Linked DNA regions of Gossypium hirsutum: regions 1, 2 and 4 are each linked to region 3. Evidence: chromatin contacts called from public Hi-C data. All regions are on one chromosome and are shown on one strand. Each heading gives the region's core, a stretch centred on a gene start, on an enhancer-like site or on the middle of the called end of the contact. The rest is flanking DNA. Distances are from core to core; before and after follow the strand shown. Region 1 holds the start of LOC107948812 (transcription factor MYB124). Region 2 has its middle 15 kb from the start of LOC107949360. Region 3 holds the start of LOC107910681 (serine carboxypeptidase-like 42). Region 4 holds the start of LOC107944866 (ACD11 homolog protein).

Region 1 (5,268 bases), core at 51-2,550, 290 kb before region 3:
TAAAAAATACTAACAAACTATAAAAATTGTAAAATATAAATAAAATATAATAAAAATTTATCTAAATTTTGTACATGTCATGTGCCCTTATATACCCATTTTGCCTTAGTATACAATTTTTGGAACCTACCAAAAATGAAACCAAAGGTGATTAAGAGGTTTTTTTTTGGTTCATTTTTCAAACGATTATGGGTACAACAAGTACATATAATATGATTTTTCATTAACTAAAAGTTTAAGTAATTCAGTAGGTGAGTTTGTTTAGGCTTAATTCATAACATTAAATTAATCTATTACATCATCTTATTTTTATATAATTACTAACTTTGAGTTTTTATTATACATATATAATAATTGCATTAAAAATTATTGTATATCCATAATTAATTTTTTTAAAATTTATTTTATTTTATAATTTAGTGTTATTATTTATAAAATTTTAATATAATCATATAATATTTAAAATACATATTATCATAAATTTGAGTTTTAGATTGGATCTATCTCGGGTTTGGATTTCCTCGAATTCTGATCATTATAAACTTGGATTGGCATGGGCGAACTTTTGGGCTCAGGTCTGTTTTGCCCGCTCTAATGAAATATGATGGTTGAATTGTTAAAATATAAAAAAATAACGACAGAATATAAAACCATATGGGTAAGTGAAATATTTTAAAGAAAATGTGATATAAATGCAAAATCATGAGTTAAACAATTTAAAGTTGGTATTTGTAACAAATAAAATAATAATAGAATATTCAAGGTAAAAATGTTGAATTTGGAATATATATTGTCATTTTCTTCTTTAGAAAAGACAAACAATGTTTGTGTTGGATCATTAAATATCCAAACCAATAACCAAAAGAGAAGTTTCCTATTTTTGATTTGGTATTTTTCCCTCCAAAAATCTAACTGGAATTAATAAGCTTCACATGAACAAACAACCAAACAAATGGAAGGTGAGAAAATCGAATGAATATGAAAGCAAAAGCATCTCATTTTTAAGAAAATAAAATAACACAAACAAAATGCCATTAAAAAGAACTTGTCGCGTCAGAAAATTAAGCCAAAAACAATAATAAAAAGCCCAATTCCAATGATGCAAACTATTCACGTGCGTTGCACTGCCCAATGAAAACCATCAACGTTGACTGATGCACAGGCATTACATCCAATCAACACACGCGTTTCTTTCACGTGAATATGTTGCGCCTGGGGATTGTTTTGAATTTTGAAAACTAAAATTCACCCCCCAAAATAAGAATATATATAAGAAGAAGAGCTGTGATGTGAAGAAATACGAAGGTTCATCAGTTTTTATGTCCGCTAAAATCATCATAGTTCAGGGAAAAAAACAGAAAAGAAAATGGATAAATTATTAAATTTATAAAAATAAGAAAATAGTAAAAATAGGGTTTGCTTTAGGAGCAGAGTGGGGTAAGTGTCCAGGGCATTCATAACAGCGTCATGAAATTCGGCGTTATTTATTTATTTAATTTTCTTTTTCTTTTAATATTTTCAAACTCTTCTTCATACCCGCGCACTAAAGCAAGAATCCGTTGATTTAAATTAATATTTTTTAGCTCTTTTCTTCCATTGTTTGAAATCAACAAAATAAATCCTAAAAAACCCTTGCAAGAAAGAGAGTATTTTTCCAAAAAGTTTCTCTCTTTATTTGAAAGAAAAAAGCCCAAAATATATATTTCTTCCAGATTCATCATTCCATCACTCTTCCATTTCCCTTCTCTTCAAAGTTTTAATTCTTTTTATCCATTATAGATCTACCCTTTTCGATTCTACGTATATACATGTACATTTGAATCACAAAGCTCAAGCTTTTATTGACCATATAACTGGTGGAGACGTTGTGATTCTATTTTCTAAGTATAAACAGGAAAAAGAAAGGGTTAGCATCCGAGGAATAACGGAGTAGAAGGGGGAAACAAAGCATAGAGTTATTGAGAGTAATAAGGATTCCGTTTGAACCCAACAGTGAGTTTTGTAGTAAAAAAGATAAAAGAGAGGGAAGTGGAAGCGTTGGTTCCCTTTTTCATGGTTTTTTTTTTTATAATAAAGGGTTGGCTTTTTGAGGATGCCACTTGGGTTTTAATAAAAGGGAAGGGAGCGTCAAGGAAGGCCAGCAACTAAGAGAGACAGAGATTAGAGTAAAGAAGAAAAAGAATATGCAGGAAACAAAGAAGAAGAATGGTGGCAATGAAGATTCCAAGAAGAAGGAGCGTCATATAGTGACGTGGAATCAAGAGGTTTTCTTTTCTTTTTTAAAATAGTTTTCTTCTTTGGTTCCCTCTGTTTTGTTTATTATTTGATTGATTGATTCTTTGTTTTGGGGGGTTCTTATTAATTTGATATTGGGGGGGGGGGTGTTTGCAGGAAGATGATATACTTCGAGAACAAATCAGTTTACATGGGACTCAAAAGTGAGCCTTTTATTCATTCATTCGTTCATTTGAAGGGTTTGTTTGTTGTTTTTTTAATGATGGATGAAATTGAATGGATTTGTGTTGGTTTTAATGTTTGAGTGCAGCTGGGCGATCATTGCCTCTAAATTCAAGGATAAAACCACAAGGCAGTGCAGAAGAAGGTTGGTGAAACCATGATGATTCCAAAAGTTTGATCATTTTTAGTCTTGTTTGACTTTTTAATCTAATGTCTTTTTTTGTCACAACAAAAACACAGATGGTACACATACTTGAATTCTGATTTCAAGAAAGGAGGATGGTCACCAGAGGAAGATATGCTTTTATGTGAGGTAATTAAATAAGTTTAAAACCTCCATTTCCATTCAAGTTAAATGGGGTCAGTGTTACTTTAATAAAACTTGAAATGAATTTTTCAAGAACTTATCTTCTTATGATGTATTTGGAGGAAATGTTACTTTCATTGATCAGTTGTATCAGGCTATTGCATGTTACTGGTACAGTAGGTTTTGAGTTTTCCAAACAGGAAAAACAAATATATAGAGAGAGGTAGGCCAGACCTTAAACTAATTGACACAGTTTTTGTCTTTCAAAAGTAGGGCAAACAACAGCCACTTAGTTTCAGTTTGGATAAGTGTTTCTGTAGATCCTGAATGTGCTGATGACATAAGGTGATTTGCAGGCTCAAAAAATATTTGGCAATAGATGGACAGAAATAGCAAAGGTGGTTTCAGGCAGGTATATATATCTATGATTTTTTTGGAAAAAAATCCTCTAGTGCAGAAAATTGATCTCTTTTCAACTGTCATTTTTCCATTTTCTGTTGTAGATTATTAACCTTTACTGATTACGTGGTTAATGCAGAACTGATAATGCTGTTAAAAATCGTTTCTCCACACTGTGCAAGAAGAGAGCCAAATATGAAGCTTTGGCCAAAGAGAATAGTAATTCATGTATAAATCCTAATAACAAAAGAATTTTACTCCAAAATGGGTTCAATACAGATGGAACAACTGATAGTGCTGCCCCTGTTAAGAGAATGAGGTACCATAGCATAAATGATAAATGTAGAAATATGTATACACATAGTAATGGCCTCAAGTTGAAATCCTTTTTATTTCCCCATTTCAGGAGATCCCACATTCCTGATCTCACTGAAAGTTGCAACTTTGGAGATAGAGCACATAGAGTATCTGGAACAATCATCAATCAGCAGCTAAGACACCCATTTGCTGTATTGGGTCAAAATCTCCACAATGCTAATAACTTGGTGCAACCTCAGGTCAACAAGGTTAAGGATGTCTCCGATGATGGTAAATCACCTGCAAAGTGGATTTTTACTATAGTTACATCTTTTTTCAGTTTAGCCAAAACTGTATGTATATTCAGTCTTCTATAATTGTTCTCATAATATAACATTTTGCATTCTTCTTTTCCTTTATTCATTTGCAGCTCAGAGTTATAGAACTCAAGGAACATTTCTCAAAAAGGATGATCCTAAGATAACTGCTTTGATGCAGCAAGCGGAGCTACTCAGCTCACTTGCATTGAAGGTTAACACAGACGGTACAGAAGAGAGTCTGGAAAATGCTTGGAAGGTGAGATATGATTTTAGTTTCTATCTTGTTTTTGTTTTATCATCAATTCAACATCCAATAATACTATCAACATGTTGCTTCTCTATAGGTAAAGTGCTAAAACTTAAATATTGTGGGGTTGATAGTTCAATCTATGCACTGTATGTCCTTAACTTTCATCCTAATAAATTTTATATTCAGGTCCTTCAAGAGTTTTTGAATCAGAGTAAAGAAAATGACACCTTCAGATATACAATCTCTGATATTGATTTTCAAATTGAAGATTTCAAAGACTTGCTTGAGGATTTAAGGAGTAGTAATGAGGGAAGTCAACAATCTTGGAGGTAACAGATAAATCAGTTAAAGTTCAGATTTAGTAAGGTTTCATACTTACCACTAACTGATGATTAATGTGTTGCAGGCAACCTGATCTCTATGAGGTGTCTCCTTCCAGTTCTGAATACAGCACAGGGTCAACAATTATGCCTCATCCAGCTGGGGAACGAGGAGAAAAGACTCGGGATAAAATAGATGAACTGCACCCGGATATATTGTCAAATCATATTGGAGAGCAGAATTGCAGTACCAAGGAGGAAGCAAGGGCTCTTTCCAGTGCAAACAAAAATCATGGTAATGAAATTCTATATCTGGTATAAAGGCCAAGGAATTCCTTGCTTATAACCACGCGGTGGTTAATTAAGATAAAATGATGTTTCTGAAAAAATGTGTCTATGTTACCACAGGCGAGATGATATCATCGTCTGATGACCAAACGAACATTATCGTTGCTTCTACCTCATCAAGCGCAGAGTTCAGTTCCCCAGTCCAAGTTACCCCACTTTTCAGATCTCTAGCAGCTGGAATTCCCAGCCCAAAATTTTCAGAAAGTGTAAGTTATCTTCAACTGTATGGTTTACCAATATATCCATTTAATAGAAGTAGGAGCAGTAGCATTATTAGAATTTGCAGTAGCAGGTAGTACCAATTATTATCTTTCTCAAGACCATGATTCCATAGGCAGTTTTAGTTGTGAGCTTACGAGTGTCTACTAATAAAACTGCTTTGGATTACTAGTTATGGATCCATTTATACCAGCAATCACAGCAAGACATTAATTTGCTTTTGAGCCACTGTTAATAGGTCTTTTGAACCATTTCTAGGACTTAGAGCTTGTTAGTCAATAAATACTAGGGTTAACTAGTTGTCAAAGCTTCAGTAGCTTCATGGTAAGTGATTATAACATCTTTGAAAAT
Region 2 (5,289 bases), core at 401-2,900, 320 kb before region 3:
TTTTGTTTTTAATTAGATTGAATTTTTATTAGGGAAAAATGGGCTAAATTGATTAATATAATTAAGAAAAAAGGGTCAATTGGTTCAAAATTTATGATTACGCTCGTAATCTAAGATAACCTAATTAATAGGTCATAATGGGATTATGTCCTAATATTACAACATCTTGACAATATTTGGGAACATGAGATTATGGGGTGGCTAGAATGTTGAGAATCCAAATAACATAATCTCATCTCGAAATGTAACATTATGAGTTGTAATGTAAGATTCGAGCAATCAAAAGTGCCCTTAAGCTTAAGAAATATGTAGTGATTTGCTTGGTTCTTTTAACAAATATTAGCCATTTATTTTTTAAAAGGTTTAAATGCAAAATTGGCCCTTAAAGTATATCATTTTTCCCACTTAGGCACCTAAAGTCTATTTTAGTCAAAAGTGGTACCTAAACTATCAATTTTACCATTTTACCCCAAATCACAATATCAACCAATAAAAACATGACACATGGCACATTTTTATTTGATATCATACACTTTTGGGGTAAAATGAGACGAAATTGGAAGTTTAGATACTACTTTTGGGAAAAAGTACTTGTACTTAAGTAGGGAAAATGGTATACTTTAAGGGCCAATTTTGTAATTAAACATTTTTTAAATAAAGGGTTATTTTCGTGCCATTAACGAAGAGACACCCTTCCTATCGTATGACATTTGGGACTTTAGCGAGTGGCAATGACCCTACTCAGTTCACTATACTTTTGATTTGCTTGTAATCTACCTTTTTAACTTATCATTATTAACTTCTTAATCTTGAATTTACCACATATTGACTTACTAAATCAAGAAGGTCAGACTGTTGACTTGACTTGGGCTGAACAAGTGTGAAGCCCAAAGGGAAAAGTGAAGATAGGCCCAGAGCTGTACCGGTTTTGAAACGAAAGAGGGCAGCAAAGTTGTTTACGGATTAGACTTGATTAGACCAATGCTGGCCCATATGCATCCTAGTGAACAAAAAGGAGCCCAAGGACAGTGTTATGATGACAAGTGTGACACATGGGGTTGGAGCCTGGCTCCACTCCAGTTAAGCTTCGGAGCCTAACGCTGAATGAAAATGTAATCTCATTATGTTAAAGCGGGGAGTGCAGGAAAAAGGTGGCCTTCAAACCAAGCTCCCCCTACTTGTTTATGTTACTGAGTGGGTGAATGGGGTCCCCATAAGGCTTTCAAAGTGAATCATTTATTTGACAGACATGAACTTCAGTTAAAAACTTTGAAAAGACCAATCAAAACATCCTTGCTGTTTCAATGATATTTTTATGTGGTATGGAACTAATGAGATTTACTCGTTAGAATCTGACAGATAATGTGAAAAAAGGGTTCACTGTGAAAAAGTAAGCAATCATGTTAAAGAGTAAGACAGACAATTAATTTTTCCCTCATCCTTGAGACCATCCCCAGACTCAAAGAGTGAGCATGCTTCTACCAACATCTTAAAATAATACTAAAATCCTACTCAAGTTTCTATCCTGCTATAATATTTCACTAGGGTGGTAATGATTCCAAGTGTAGAAATTCATAAAGGTGTACAGGGTATAATTGTAAAGCATGTGGGGGACACATTACTGCTAGCTACAACATCAACATCATACGTACATAAACAATTGTAATAGTGACAGAGATTATAATGATTGATATATAAGACTACTGTTAGCTACAACATCAACATCGTATATGAGTATATACAAACAAGAGTAATAGTGACAGATTGTAATAATGACAAAATAAATTTTTTTAGCGTATGTATGGATATACAGGATTATGATGGCTGCTTCAAAGGGTAGACATATTTTGGTAATAGGCTCCAAAGTTCATGCCTAGTCCCATGCTGTAGTGCTCCCTACTTCACTCGGGCAGAGTTAAAGAAAAGGAAGAAAATGGCCCAACCTCTCAAGCCTTGACTGTGAAGCTGGGGTACTTATCAATTCATTAGGGGGGTGAGAGAGGGGTGTGCTTTTGACCACTTCTTTTCAGTGACTCCATTTGTTTATACAATCAGGAGGCAGAATAATATTAGATTGAGGGATCTGAATTCAGAAAGAGGAATTAAAAGAGGTGTCAAGTCACAGTTTTGGTATAGAGTAGAGTAGGGGGGGGGCTTGCAACTTTGCAAATCCCTGCTATATTTTTGTGTTAGATGAGCTGTTCTATGAACACATCTTTATTGAAAGTAGCTAAAGAGTGAGACACCATTTCAGAGTGACAGAATGTAAATTCATCTTCAATTCTCCCTTTGCCAGATCCCACTTTGCAGATTTCTGTTACAAAATATAAAAAATTTCCCCTTTTTGGGTATTCTCAATAGTGCTCCCATTTAATGAATGTAACAGTGCAAAGATGTTTATATGATTGGGAGATTGACTCTTAGCTCTTTAAAGATAGTAGACGATTAGCATTCATGTCCCTTCAAATTGAAATTAATTAGAGTATAACTGTGTACATTATAATTATACCAGATGGAAACAAATGGAGCAAGGCCCCATACTAGGGGTATGATTTGGATTTAATATGAAATGAGAATTCTAGCATTAATGATAACATCTATTATGGGACCATTAACTACATATAATTCTTGTGATTTGTTTTAGCATATGGACGTGGAAGTAGGTAGTAGTTCATCATCTTATCACTCTAACAACCCAATTCATTAGTAGTTTTTATTTTTTAAATTCATAATATTTGCTAGACATCCTTTTATTATGCACCAAGGGAAGAGAGCAATCAAAGTTGGCACAACATTTTATTTTCTGCCAAACACCGACATTTCAGGCATAATTAAATAAGTTAAATGCTAACTTTGACCGCATATGTACCCTTATTTCAGGTTTACTCACCCTTTTTTTGTTTTATTAAAGCAAGATAAGGAATTCGACTTCCACTTAAACTTAAATTTCAAATTAAATCTTTTCTTTGCCATTCAAATAAGCATACTTTGAACCAATCAATTAAGCTTTTCTCGATCCTAACTAGCTACCTAATCATACGATAGGAAAAATAAGTGAAAGTAAAACAATAAGAAGGGAATTAAGTAAAGGAAGGCTTAGGATATGGTAAAAGTATTTTTCTAGGTTAAAAATTAGATTGTATTTTATTTTCTCTACTTAAAAAATGAATAAATTAATTTTTATACATTAAATAAAACAGAAAATTAGTTTTTTAGTTAAAATTTTCATTTATTAAAAACTGACATAGCTAACAAAATAATCAAACAATGACACGTGTCATGCTAATATATAAGACTAGCTTTTAACTATAAAAATGAATGGAATTTTTAACAAATGAACTAATTTACTATTTGACCTAACATACAAGGTTCAGTTTACTCCTTTTTAATAAAGAGGATAAAATATAATCTAACTTCTAATATAGTACTTTTACTAATAAGATATATACGCATGGGAACATACACATGGACATATATGGTGAGGGAGGAGGGCATAGGATTCCCAAAACCTTTTCCTTTAACAACAGAGCTAGCAGCGTGCTTTAAGTTATATTTGTAGAAAGATGAGTGAAGTGAAGATCCGGGCTAGGGTTGAAAAGGTGGCTCAAATATCTAACAAATGTGCCCACAAAAATGTAGGAATCCCAAGCAAAGTGAACCCCCTACATGCACATAAAGCTATATATGGATAAAAAATAGTGCTGCATATGCTCCAAATTTTGTTCCACACGTGGGGCCTTTCCCCTCTCTCTTTTTTTCTTCCTTTACATGAGATCAAAGAATATTTTTCTCCCACTCAAAAATATGGTTCAATAACAATAAAATTTGTCATTTCACATAAAAGAAAAAGAAGGGAAAGAAATAAAAACCCAAAAGAAGAATAGTGTACCTTGACTATGTTACATTGTAATACCATGCTTCATTTTAAGTTGAAGAATATATTGACCAACAAAGCTGATAATCAACATGCACTTTTATAATCAACATGCACTTTTATCAAGCCTAGCTGCTCATTCATCTATTCCATTGGCCAAATATGATTATAGGTGTTTTAATTAATGAAACAAAACCTTGATTATTTATCAAAGGGGAGAACCTTATCATAATACCAAGGGAAGATGAGAGGGAAAAAAACACACTAAATAATAAAAATTCATCTTGATAACCCCATACTCTTGTTTATTGGAGGTGATCCTAATTAACAATTGTACTTTATTTTTTGCATTTGATTTTATAAAAAAATAGCATTTTAATGTATTAGGTAACATGATTAATATTAAAATGAATAAGGAAATTGATTTGTTATTAATGGAATAGGAGTTAAATAAGGAGATACCAAAACTATAAATCTTTTAGAAGAATGATTAAAATTAAAGTCAAAAAATGGTAGAAAGTGGAGTGTACTCTTTGGGTTAGCTTAGCTTTAATTTTGTAGGGTAAAAACACACTCTCTCTTTTTTCCTGCCTACTTTTTCAACCCTCTTGTCTACTTTTAGATATAAGTCTTAAACTTGATTAGAGGAAAAGAAATAATGAAGGTGGAGCGCTAAACAAATCCCAAATTCGGAGCCCTTGAACAGAAGGAGAGATTAATTTTAGTGAAATTCCTCATCAACAGGTATATATTATGAGACAGTGCACAAACAACTAGACAAATTAGTAACTATTTAGCTAACCAAAAAAAATAAATTTAAAGACAACTTTGCACTGTATTCCACCAAAAAGGCAGCTCCGGCTAAAGTTGTCCCATTTACAAACTTTACGAAGAACAGTAAGAGCAAGCAACAACGAGTGAAAAGAAGATATGTATATTCAATAAGAGGGAAATTTTAATTGGGGTTAGAAGTATACGATGGAGTAGGGTTTGAATTAATTAAGAGAAGGGTTTCTAGACCATCCTTTAACTTTTAAATTTGGGTCTCTCTCTTTTAGAAAAAATGGAAGTAAAATGATCGATGATATGGACCCTTGGTATTGGAAAAATAGGGTGTAAAAGTGAGACTTTTTCATCTTAGGAGATACACCCAAATTTTATTACACCGCCCCAAAGTAAACCAAACTTATCAAACATTGTAGGCTCCTAATTACAGCTTTTGAAATCATCACAGCTCAATCCTTGACATTCTATTTCTTCCTTTTTCCACCTACAGCCTCATTGTTTAATACTTGAAATACTTTTAAATTGGAAAATCAATTACATGATTTTGCAATACAGAGGTTATTAACAACAAAAAACAGGTTATGATAAGCTCATTGAATATATTTGTACTTAATCATTCTTAATTTTCC
Region 3 (4,993 bases), core at 877-3,376:
TCTTTATAGGCTATTAATTCTACTCACATAGTCCTTATCCCTAAAACATAGTCTATGTACAGTTCTTTATAACATTATATAAAAAAACAATTGCCAATCATTTTCAAAAGGTGTTGAATGTTTGCATAGATGAAGGACAAAGTGCTTTTGTTCCAAAGAGATTAATCACCGACAATGTTCTACTTGCCTACAAAATACTTCCCACTTTCAAGCAAAGAAGAATAGGGAAAATATACTCTGTTCCGTTCAAACTCGATATTAGTAAAACTTATGATATGATGATCAAGACGGGATTTTCTTTTTCTAGGTCGATTTCATTATGCACTGTATTCCCACAATTTCTTACTCAATTATTATTAATGGGGAAGCGGGCGAAATCTTTAAATCGACAAGAGATCTTAGGCAAGGAGATCCACTCAACCCCTACCTTTTTCTTTATTTGTAGTGAAGGTTTATCGTCTCTTATAAGAATGGAAAAGGGGGAAGGAATAATAATTGGAGAAAAAGTATGCAGGCGGGGACCAACAATTACTCATCTTTTGTTTACAGACAACTGCATTTTGTTTGGAGAGGCTACTGACAGAGGTGCTAATAATATGACGGGTTTATTCAAAAGAATATGAAGTTTTCTCAAGTCAATGCATCAATTTTGAGAAATCTCTTCTGCTCTTTAGTTCTAATATTTCAGATCAATCAAGGATATCAAATTCTCAAATCTTGAATGTCTGTTATTCTTCAGGTCCGGAAAAATACCTTGGACTTCTGAATACGGTAGGTTGAATGAAAAGAAAGGCTTTCTAGATATTGAAAGACAAGGTGATTAGTCGCATTAATAATTGTTGTGTTAAACCCCTCTCTCAAGGTGGTAAAAAGGTTTTCATTAAAAGCATTGTGCAAGCCATCCTACTTATTCGATATCATGCTTTTTATTGCCTAACTCTCTTTATGTTGAAATGGAGCGCATCATTAGCAGGTTTTGGTGGCAGAAACACAAGGGCAAGAAGGGGATTCATTGGTGCGAATGGAGAAAGCTATGTGACATTAAGGAAGATGATGGTTTGGGGCTTAAGAGTTTATCAAAATTCAATTTAGCCCTTCTTGCAAAACAGGGTTGGCGATTGTTTAGTTCTCTAGATTCTTTATTGGTGCGCACGTTAAAGGCTAAATATTATTCAGATTCCCCTTTTTTGAGATCGAGTCTAGGAAATTACCCTTGTTATACCTCGAAGAGTATATGGGCTGCGAAAGGACTTCTTTAAACAGACATGTGTTGGCGGGTGGGATCGAGTACCAATATATCCATCTGGAAGAATGCTTGGGTTCCTGGCTCTGTCGATTAGAAGATCTATAGCTATGTAAGAAATCAAATTATAGACAAGGTTTCTGAACTGACTGAGCCAAGATTGAGACAGTGGAGGGAGGATTCCATTACCAACATTTTTTCCATTGAGGATCCAACTGTCAACTTTTGAAATAGTTAATTTCATCGATTCATACATTTGAGATCTAGAAATCATAAATGAGAGATTATCTATCAAAAGAGTTGAAACGATGGAAACCACCAAAACCACCCTCGCTCAAGATAAGCTTTGATGCTGCTTTGCAAAGCTATACAAAGAAATCATGCATGGGGATAGTGGGCAGAAACTCAGAAAGGACAGTTTTGGGTTTGAGAATGATTATCAACAATCACGTACCTACTCCTTTGGCGACAGAAGCGCTTGCATGCCTCCAGGTAATTCAAATGTGCCTTGATCTGGGTTTTAGGGATGTGGTGATTGAAAGAGATTCTCTTGCTATTGTAAAGAAACTACATGCACAAAACGAAGATGGATCTGTCATTAGTGCCTATATTATAGATGTAATTTTTTAGCTGCTGATGGTTGCGATTGCTCAAGAGATAGAGAAGGTCTCTAGATTTTGCATTTCCTGAAAGAGACGGTTTGTTTTCCTAATGGGCTCCTGGTTATCCTTTTGTTTTATATGCCCTTAGGGAGTGGTTGAGCTCATTAAAACGGTTGGGTACTCTTTGGTTTTATCGAAGATATGCTTCTATTTCTTAGGAAATTGTTATGTTTTTTATCTTCTATTAGTTGTTATTATTGTGATTTTTTTAAACCGTTTTAATAAATGAAATCTAGCCTTTTCTTAAAAAAATAAAGAAAGAAAAGAAGAATTCTTAGTTAATTAAACTTCCAAAGTTTCTAACAAAACTCAAACAAATAATTATTTTCTAGATTATTTGAAATTTTGATTGTTTTATGAAATTTTATTTATTTATATTTATTTTTTGAATTTTTTCATTTTTCTAGTTTGGCATAATGATAAATTTAGTTATTCATGTTTACATATTTTTGTGAATTTGACTGCTATCCTTTTTTTAGTTAAATTTAATTATTAACTTTTCAAAAATAGTCGAAATGCTTCTCTTTTAAATGAAACTGCTGACTAAAATATTAATTTTTTAATAATTTGTGTATATTGGGGTGATCATTTCAAACAAATTTTCTAACGACGACACTAAATTGATAAAAAAATTTAAATGATCAAAACAGGAACAACCCTCTTTTAGGGTGATCATCGAATAGTTTATCCTATATTTAAATAGAATAGATTAATTAATTTCAAATATATAAAAAATATTTACGCCTTTAGCTTTTAATAATTTTAAAATTCATAAAATAAATAAATAGATAATACACATATATCAATGACATTTGCCTTGACAAAAAACTTTATGATAACAATGAAACCTTGAAAGTGGAAAAAGAAAACCAGGGCAGCTGGAACTTGGAAAGGAATAAATAGTATTTCATTTTATTTTATAAGAAAATAATAACAACAAAGCCAATTTGCAAAAATATTACAGATTTGGCAGAAGGCAAGAAATTGTTCTTCCAATGTTATTATCGTAAGGAATTGTAAAATAAGATATAATGAACAAGTACTAAGTTAAAACTCCTTGGACTGTAGCTAAGTGGCTCCAATAAACAATCACCTGCTGTAAGCCCTGACTTTGGTCAAACACCCTATATGTATATCGGGTAAAAAATGGTACAAATGATGGAATGAGAGGTACATGCTGGACATTCCTAGAGGATTGACTATATACACTACGCAAAGTAAAAATAGTTCCCAGCCCAAGTTTGCATTAAGAAGATGCTTCCCAGACCTTGTAATCGTATCCCTCAAGAGCTAAGGACCATCTTTGGGGTCCACTTGGAGGCTCATAATAACCTGGTCCAATCTTCATTGCAACTCTGTCGTCTATGGTGGCCGCATATACATCCCTCTCTGCCTTCACAATTTCAACCTATACCATAAACCAAGTCAATACTTGTCCTTCCTTTTAGTGCTAGAGTTTTGGATACTTACTATACTCCGGCAATGGATTTTGTTTCTGTTTCTGAGAGAGATAAGAGCGCCAATCTCTGAGCGATGGTGGGAGACAATGTGATCATAAAACACAGCCGGTGTTCCTGGGTGTGTCAAGATATATGCATATCCTTGCATTTCCTTTCCACCTGGAAACCTCCAATGACCCTTCAGGAGTGGCATATCATATCAAACAGGATAGTTTGAATAGAAGAATGTAAGCATTAGCATTCAAAGTAGTTAAAGGGGAAACAAGTGAAAAGACAGTGATGCATGCTCAAACCTGGGTAGAACCAGTGTCATGATTCTCTATAAAGGTAACAGCACGAGAGGGCCACCATCCAACAACCCCAGGAGGCTTCCCTTTCTGATCCGATAATCGCCAATATTCACATCTTTCCAGTGCCTGAGTTATAAATAATTATACCGTAACGAAATGAATATAAATAATGTCTTCATTTCTGCAGAAATACTTGGCAGGAATGCTTACCGAATGAAGAATTCCCTTACTTGTGACATCAAATGCACCGGCAGTTCCGTTAGTAGCATTGATCCAGTCGACAATTCTCTGTCGGTGGGCATCTTGATTGTGGTCCATTTCACCATATGTGTAACTGAGAGAATCCCAATACTCACCCACCGCGAAGTATGGTTCACTTGCATCCAAGTAGTCCTTGACATAACCACCCCAAAATCCTCTGACAAAATCCAGCCTCCACCCATCATACCCAATTTCTTCTCTGCATCTCCCAAATAGCCAGAAAGGCATTATATCAATAAGCTATAACAGTAGAAGAAAATACTTTGTAAAAATAATCTGCAAGTAAATCTCTTGCGTGATGTAGAAGCATACAGACAAAGCTGATCAGAACATGATGAGGAAACAAGTAACACTTGAATTAAACACATGACAACTTGTTCATTAATTCCTCAGTATTAATGCTATATTCAGGTCAGCTTCCTTGGAATCTGAGTTACCAGAACCCAATTCTCAGAAGAAAAAATTAAGAAAACAAACAAGATAGTTGTAACGTAGAATATAGGACATCTCAAAGCTAACCCAAAAGAAAAGCCTAAGATGTAGTGATTGGAATTATAACTTTCCGCAGGGAAGGATGAAGATGGTTCCTAAAGAGGTCTTAAATATCCAGTTCTTCCATTAGATTTTACACCAATGGATAGACTACAACCAAAAACGGAACCTATGCTTAAACAACCAAAACAATCAAAATATCCTGTTGAGGTAACCTTTTGGTCCAAGAAGACTATTGAATAGCTAGGCCAAGTTAATCCATCATCTGACTAAGGCATTGATAAATTTTTACAAAACCTTTTAGGAAAACCACGCTATAAAACCAGCACAAGGGTAGATTATTCAAAATTGCAAACTTTAGGCTTAAATTTGTGACCAAAAACCACTATGTTGCAGCTCATTTACTAAATGAAAACTTTCCATTAGTACACCCTTTTCCTGATGGGCCATGTATTTTAATAAGAAACAAAGGACAAATACACTATACTATACTAATTATATCAGCTACTATGTAACTGTGTTCTAGTTCAGTTATTTAATCATATCCCATTTCCAGGCTAAAATCATATAAAAAATCACCTCAAA
Region 4 (5,553 bases), core at 15-2,514, 430 kb after region 3:
AAATTGGCTCCCAGATAACAATTTAAACAAGGGGAAATTGGAGTTATTTTACTGGTTGATCACCGGCTTGCAAGTGGTTAATCTTCTTTATTATATCTGTTGTGCCAAACTCTATACTTATAAGCCCATTCAAACCCCTACCAAAGACGCTGAATCTAAAGAAGCTGCATGCAAGGTTTGATTATTTTGCATTGTTGAAGTTGGCTTCCATGCAGCACATGCAGCATGAAGAAGCAGAGCAAGCAGCCGGTGCCATGAAGTTGCAGTTGAAGCTTCTGCTACTGTTTTGTTTTGTTACTTCAATCAGTATTTTGTAATTTAGTTTGTCTTGAACTAAGTTGGTAAAATGTTTGATGTAATTAGGTGAAGTTTGAGCTGATAAATCAGCTTTGCAAAATGTACGAGTTATGTTTAACAAGTTTCAATGTAGTTTAGTGGTGTTAGGTAAATGTTTAGGTGACATTTGCTAATTTTTGACCAGCTTATGGATTGATATATGTAATGGCTTTGTACCTTCATTCATCAGTCAATGAAATTATCAGAATTCTTCATCAAATTCTCTCTTAGTTCTTTGCTTTCTCTTGTTCTTCAAGCCCGATTCCGTTTTTGTTTGTACAGCAAGTATCGAGCCTTCAAGCTCAAGAAACTGCTTGTTTCATTCATCTTGCATTCTTAGTTCCACCATGCATTCCCAGGTTCTAGTCGTAGCAATGACCGTATCAAAATAAAAATAAAAATAAAGGTTGAAATTTTAGTAAACTATCTCTTTTTCTGTTTTTAATTATGGTTTACCAAGTCCAATCACTTCTTCTTCTTCTTTTATCTTGGGAGCTCAACACTTGTTAGTCAATCAGATCCTTTAATATATCGATAGACAAGCAACCAAGCAAAAGCAAGACAAACAAGAATATACTCATTCCAGGTTCAAGTCTTATATTTCCTTGCTCTTTAAAATTCAAATTTAGTTTGTATTAATTATGAAAATCGATGGTACAAGGGACGTGATCTGTTAAGTTTTCAACATATCCAATGACGATAATTGCTCAAGGGAGTTACCAGCTGCATTTGGACCGAATTTTATTGTGACCCATCCATCCCCATCAAACAGACGATTAAGAAAGCAACGAGTAACGACAAGGAAGCAAAAGGACCACAAATGTGTTGGAATTTTCCTTTTCCCACAAAAGTCGAAAACCAAGTGGCGGACCGTGTTTGTAGTGTGACCTCTAAATATCCCCCACAACACTTGTCATGTTTAGACAAGAGAAAGAAAATAAATGAATCCGAGACACGTAAAACACTAGTCCAATTTACCTTTTCTTGATGAAAATTCAAAATGTTGGACGGTTTCAAAGCGAATTGGGAATCCTAAAGAACAAAAATTAAAGATAGTTATGATATAAGCCATGGATGAAGGTGCAGATAATGGTTTTAATCATTCTCAAACCAAGATGTCCATGACAACTAAAACGCCTCTGTCGGATATAGCGAAGGCGTTTGAGGAGCTGTCGGGATTCTTGGGATCTCAGACTAAGGATCAAAAACTTCGGTTGGATAATTTCTGTGAAGCATGTTCTCTGGTTTCTGTTCTTTTTAGCTGCCTCGGCCTCGCCTTCAAATTCGCCGAGATGGAGTACGTCGCCAAGGTTCATTGCCTTTACATTGCTAGAAACTGGAATCATGTTTCTTTAGGCTGTCAGGATTTGCATTGAGAAACCTTATTATATGTATAATTGATGCCAATCAATCAATGTAAACTTAAATATTGTAGATAGCGTATAGACAGATTTTCTGATGTTGTTAACATCCATATACAATACAGCATTTCATCAAGGTCTATTTTCTTGTGGTTTGCATTTGTTTTTATACAAATTCTCAATGCCGTGATGTAATGAAATGATTAATGCTTTGATAAGGTACATGATCTTGTGGAAGCATCCAAGACGTATACCACTTTAGAAAATGTACTTGATCGTGATGTTGCTAATGACACGGTGAAAAAACCAGGAAGCCATTCACGTAATCTGCGGCGAGTTAGACAGGGTCTTGACCTCATCCGGGCTTTATTTGAAGAATTTATGTCAACCGAGTATGTCTCGCCCTTCCATCGTTTTTTTTCTCTTGATTTCAAGAGAAATTTGTAGTATTTACAAGTTGTGTAACGTTTGATATGCCTGTGACCCTTTTTTACTATGGCAAAATTCTAAAAATGACACCTGAAACCGAGATTAGGAGACTAAAGGCAGAGGCTTTAGACCATAATCAACATGGGATTAGCTGAAAATTTTGTTTTCCTCTCTGTTTCCTTGATAAAATACACACTACAATGCACATATGGAATGTAACTCTCCTTTTTCATGTCACCATTTCATGCTTCAACTTCCTTATTATTATTTATTTGGTTTCAAATTGTAGTGATTACTATTTGAAGGATGCAGCTTCAACAGCTTATTCTCAAGTGTGTGCACCATACCACACATGGGCCGTCAGGACTGCGGTTTCTGCTGGAATGTATACTCTTCCAACAAGGGAAGAACTTTTACAGAAGCTCAATGAAACAGGTGAGTTCCTATATGTTGAGGAGAGAGCAACATAGCATATGGAATGGATGCTTAATATCTTTCGCAAAATAACTTTGATCATCGTCATGTATTCTCTTCTTTTCCTTATACTTTTTAATCTATATATGTGTGTGTGTGTGTGTGTGTGTGTGTGTGTGCAGATCATACAGCAGAGAAGAAAATGAGAAGGTATATCGAAGCATCGCGCCCAGTAATAGCATACATTGATAAGCTTTATAGTTCTAGGAAGATCGCCTTGGACTGGTGACTAATATTATCAACTGGGCAGAGTGTCAGAGAAGGATATCCATGGATATTTTATTCAACCAGTAACATATACTACTTTATTATAATTAATATATATACATAAATTTTTTCTACAATATGTTATTTTGTTCTAGCTAGTTGCTATTTTGCATCTTAGATTTTGTGCAGCAACAGAACAACAGTCTATGACATATACTATATTATTAATTAGTTTCAAAGTTCATTTTGCTTTACATTTTTAATTGTGTGTACTCATATAAGAAATCAAAAGAAAACTCAGATATTTTTTCCAGATAAACAACTCCCTATTCCAAATATTATTAATTAATTAGCTATGTTCAAAGAATTACGATAGGATCGCACGAAGCACTTAACAGCAACAATAGCAATGTTGATTGCAAAAAAAAAAAAAACTGTTATTTGCCTTTTTAGATTTGTCTCTGCAGGTTTTCTTATGGATATTATTATAAGAAAAAAGCGTAAAGTTTAGGTTTTTTTTTCTAGAAAGGGTGGAAAAGGTAAAGGTCCGCACTCAGGTGTAAGCAGAGGTCTCTGTGCTAAGAGTTTAGGAATTGGTTAAAACATTTGGAAACATCATTTCTCTAAGTTTTAAAGTTAGTTTATTTGTTGACGAGGAAGTTATATAAAGTGACAATGGGGTTTAGCGAATTAACGTAACTATGTGGCGCAGTATAGGGCAATATAATTTTGAATTAAAAATCCTAACTGTTTGATTCTCATGTAATGGAGCAACCACTATATATGGAAGAGGACTTGAACGCGTTCACCACCTCCTCAAAATTTGCTACCACTATGGAAACCAAACACGACACGAAGGGAAACAACAGAACTTGGCATCCAGTATATCGTGTTGTTCAGAAGCAACGATGGGGCAAATGGGTGTCGAAGATCAAAGAGCCTCATAAGCGATGCATTTAGTAGTAGCTTCGTCGAAGAAAATTCAAGAATCATCAAAAGATAACAATGCACCTGGAGTGAAATAGAATTACCATAATTGATGAATAATGACAGTTGCCAATGGAATTCTTGTGGGTGGGTGTTCATCAGCGATTCATCGTGGCTTGATAGAGAAACCCAAACACAACAACACTTCCTAGCATAGCATGTCTCTAATGTGTACAGATCCTCGTTGCCTTATAAAAACAATCCTTTAAGATTACAAAATAAAATCTTTTAAGATATCACATTCTAATAGAAGTTTCCATATTTACCATGGCAATCCTCATTTCCCTTAGGTGCTTTATTGGGCCACCAATGCTTTAAGTAGATGGTCTTCTCTACATGTTCCATGAATCAGGTCAATTTAAGTGGATCGAATGAGCTCCATTTCATCAATTGACCTCAATGGGACTTTCTGTACGCATTCATCACGAGCTTTTACCCACAGCCCGAGACATTCTCCCCCACCCATTCTCATAATGCACTTGTTGCATCCTCGGAATGACACTGGTTTGGCTCGCCTCGGAACTTTCTCGATGCCTCGACCGATTCTTGATTAGCCTCTTTGTCAAGTAGTTCCACCATTCAAAATACTTGCCTCGATTTTTTTCGTCTCCTTACTCGAACCATCTTGCTCCGTAGTACATCTCATTTGCAAGATCCCACCGCTCTTACTTACCAACATTGTGACTTACCTCAGCCAAGATCCCCTTGATCTGCAGAAATAGGCTTCGGCACACCCACATTGAACACTGGGTTAACCTTAAGCATTTAGATACTTTCATCCGTCTGTATACAAAGCATCTTCCAACCCTTCTATAACCATTCATTAGTTAATTAGACACTCCCGTTATCCAATCTATTTCAAGACTCCTCTAGTAGCCACTCCATTAGTAAGGGGGCTCCCATATCAAGATTTACTGATTCCCTTCCACTACTTTAGTTTTTCCATGAATCCTAGATGTTAGGAGACGTTAGGATTTCGAGTTTTTTGTTGATCAAGCGACACCTGGATTTGAACTGGGGAATAAGGGATTTGCAGTCCCCCGCCTTACCGCTCGGCCATGTCGCCAAAAGGCTACAAAAAAAAAAAAGAGAGTATCTCCCTTTTCTTTTTCATTTTTAGATCGGATCCATACCTTCAATTAGTTATAGTATCTCCCCAACTATTGTCTGTAAGCCCCTTAGTTCACCCATTTCAAAACTCTAAAAGGGCCCATGTGTCTTTACCAAACCAATGGTAAGTCATAATGAGAAACACTAGATAAGTGTTTGAAATGTACCTCGCTCGTTGCATTTACTTGTTCCAACTACCCAACTTGTATCATTACCTCTCTCATAGGTGGTAGCCCCATTAATGACTCAATAGGTTTCATATCGGTTCATCGTACCTCTAGCAATTCCAAAGGGGTCTTTACAACAGTCCGATCTACCAAGTCAATATTCCCACCACTCGAAACATCCTTGGCTAACTGGATTATTGACAATACCTTGGTTCCACCTCTCATGTCTTGACTCATCGGCACAACACATTGTTGTTGTTGAGTATCTAAGATACAAATACAATCGACAAAAGGAATAAAAAGGCATTAATTCAGTCAAGGAAATTCAAGCCAAGCACAAAGCCATAATCATTTAAATGAATTACCTCAAAATATTTTTTTGCCTTTCCATTCGTCGATTTGTAGCTGCACTCATTGTGCTACTCCCACAGTTGGGACCTCTTTGGCATTTACCGTCTTAACCCTCTTGGTCAATTTGCTAA

What was found. A called contact is a pair of places that touch in the nucleus more often than the background predicts.
Region 1: a Hi-C map of hypocotyl shows a contact between it and region 3, with 5 times the contacts expected there. The contact joins the promoter of LOC107948812 here to the promoter of LOC107910681 in region 3. A contact is called at or near these places in 13 of 34 Hi-C or Micro-C datasets (anther, callus, hypocotyl and 2 more).
Region 2: a contact with region 3 is called in a Hi-C map of leaf, with 1.8 times the contacts expected there. The contact joins the enhancer-like site here to the promoter of LOC107910681 in region 3. A contact is called at or near these places in 6 of 34 Hi-C or Micro-C datasets (anther, leaf and petal).
Region 4: a contact with region 3 is called in a Hi-C map of leaf, with 2.1 times the contacts expected there. The contact joins the promoter of LOC107944866 here to the promoter of LOC107910681 in region 3. A contact is called at or near these places in 2 of 34 Hi-C or Micro-C datasets (both in leaf).

Annotation. Positions count from the first base shown.
Region 1 is chrD02:38,117,183-38,122,450 of Gossypium_hirsutum_v2.1, forward strand. LOC107948812 (transcription factor MYB124) reads left to right here and starts at 1,301. Exons shown (of 12, transcript XM_016883467.2): 1 at 1,301-2,264; 2 at 2,392-2,438; 3 at 2,546-2,602; 4 at 2,698-2,770; 5 at 3,121-3,176; 6 at 3,303-3,482; 7 at 3,570-3,751; 8 at 3,891-4,036; 9 at 4,217-4,359; 10 at 4,437-4,645; 11 at 4,759-4,904. The coding sequence starts at 2,184. It overlaps LOC121214704 (a long non-coding RNA gene), which reads right to left and starts at 4,552. Exons shown (of 2, transcript XR_005910387.1): 1 at 4,410-4,552; 2 at 3,395-3,760.
Region 2 is chrD02:38,078,416-38,083,704 of Gossypium_hirsutum_v2.1, forward strand. No RefSeq gene overlaps it. Among protein-coding and RNA genes, the nearest start is that of LOC107949360, 15 kb to the right of the region's middle. Within about 2 kb of position 1,651, at least 4 of the 9 cell types and tissues checked have an H3K27ac peak or open chromatin away from gene starts, as enhancers often do. A contact at or near this core is called in leaf, where this site is marked.
Region 3 is chrD02:38,402,233-38,407,225 of Gossypium_hirsutum_v2.1, forward strand. LOC107910681 (serine carboxypeptidase-like 42) reads right to left here and starts at 2,127. Exons shown (of 10, transcript XM_016838635.2): 1 at 1,698-2,127; 2 at 1,433-1,506; 3 at 1,212-1,329. The coding sequence starts at 1,447. LOC107910680 (alpha-amylase 3, chloroplastic) reads right to left here. Exons shown (of 13, transcript XM_016838630.2): 10 at 3,866-4,115; 11 at 3,659-3,781; 12 at 3,376-3,543; 13 at 2,798-3,313. The coding sequence ends at 3,152.
Region 4 is chrD02:38,829,478-38,835,030 of Gossypium_hirsutum_v2.1, forward strand. It overlaps LOC107944866 (ACD11 homolog protein), which reads left to right and starts at 1,265. Exons shown (of 4, transcript XM_041088533.1): 1 at 1,265-1,646; 2 at 1,917-2,089; 3 at 2,416-2,561; 4 at 2,723-3,038. The coding sequence starts at 1,407. The coding sequence ends at 2,829. It also overlaps the pseudogene LOC107944865.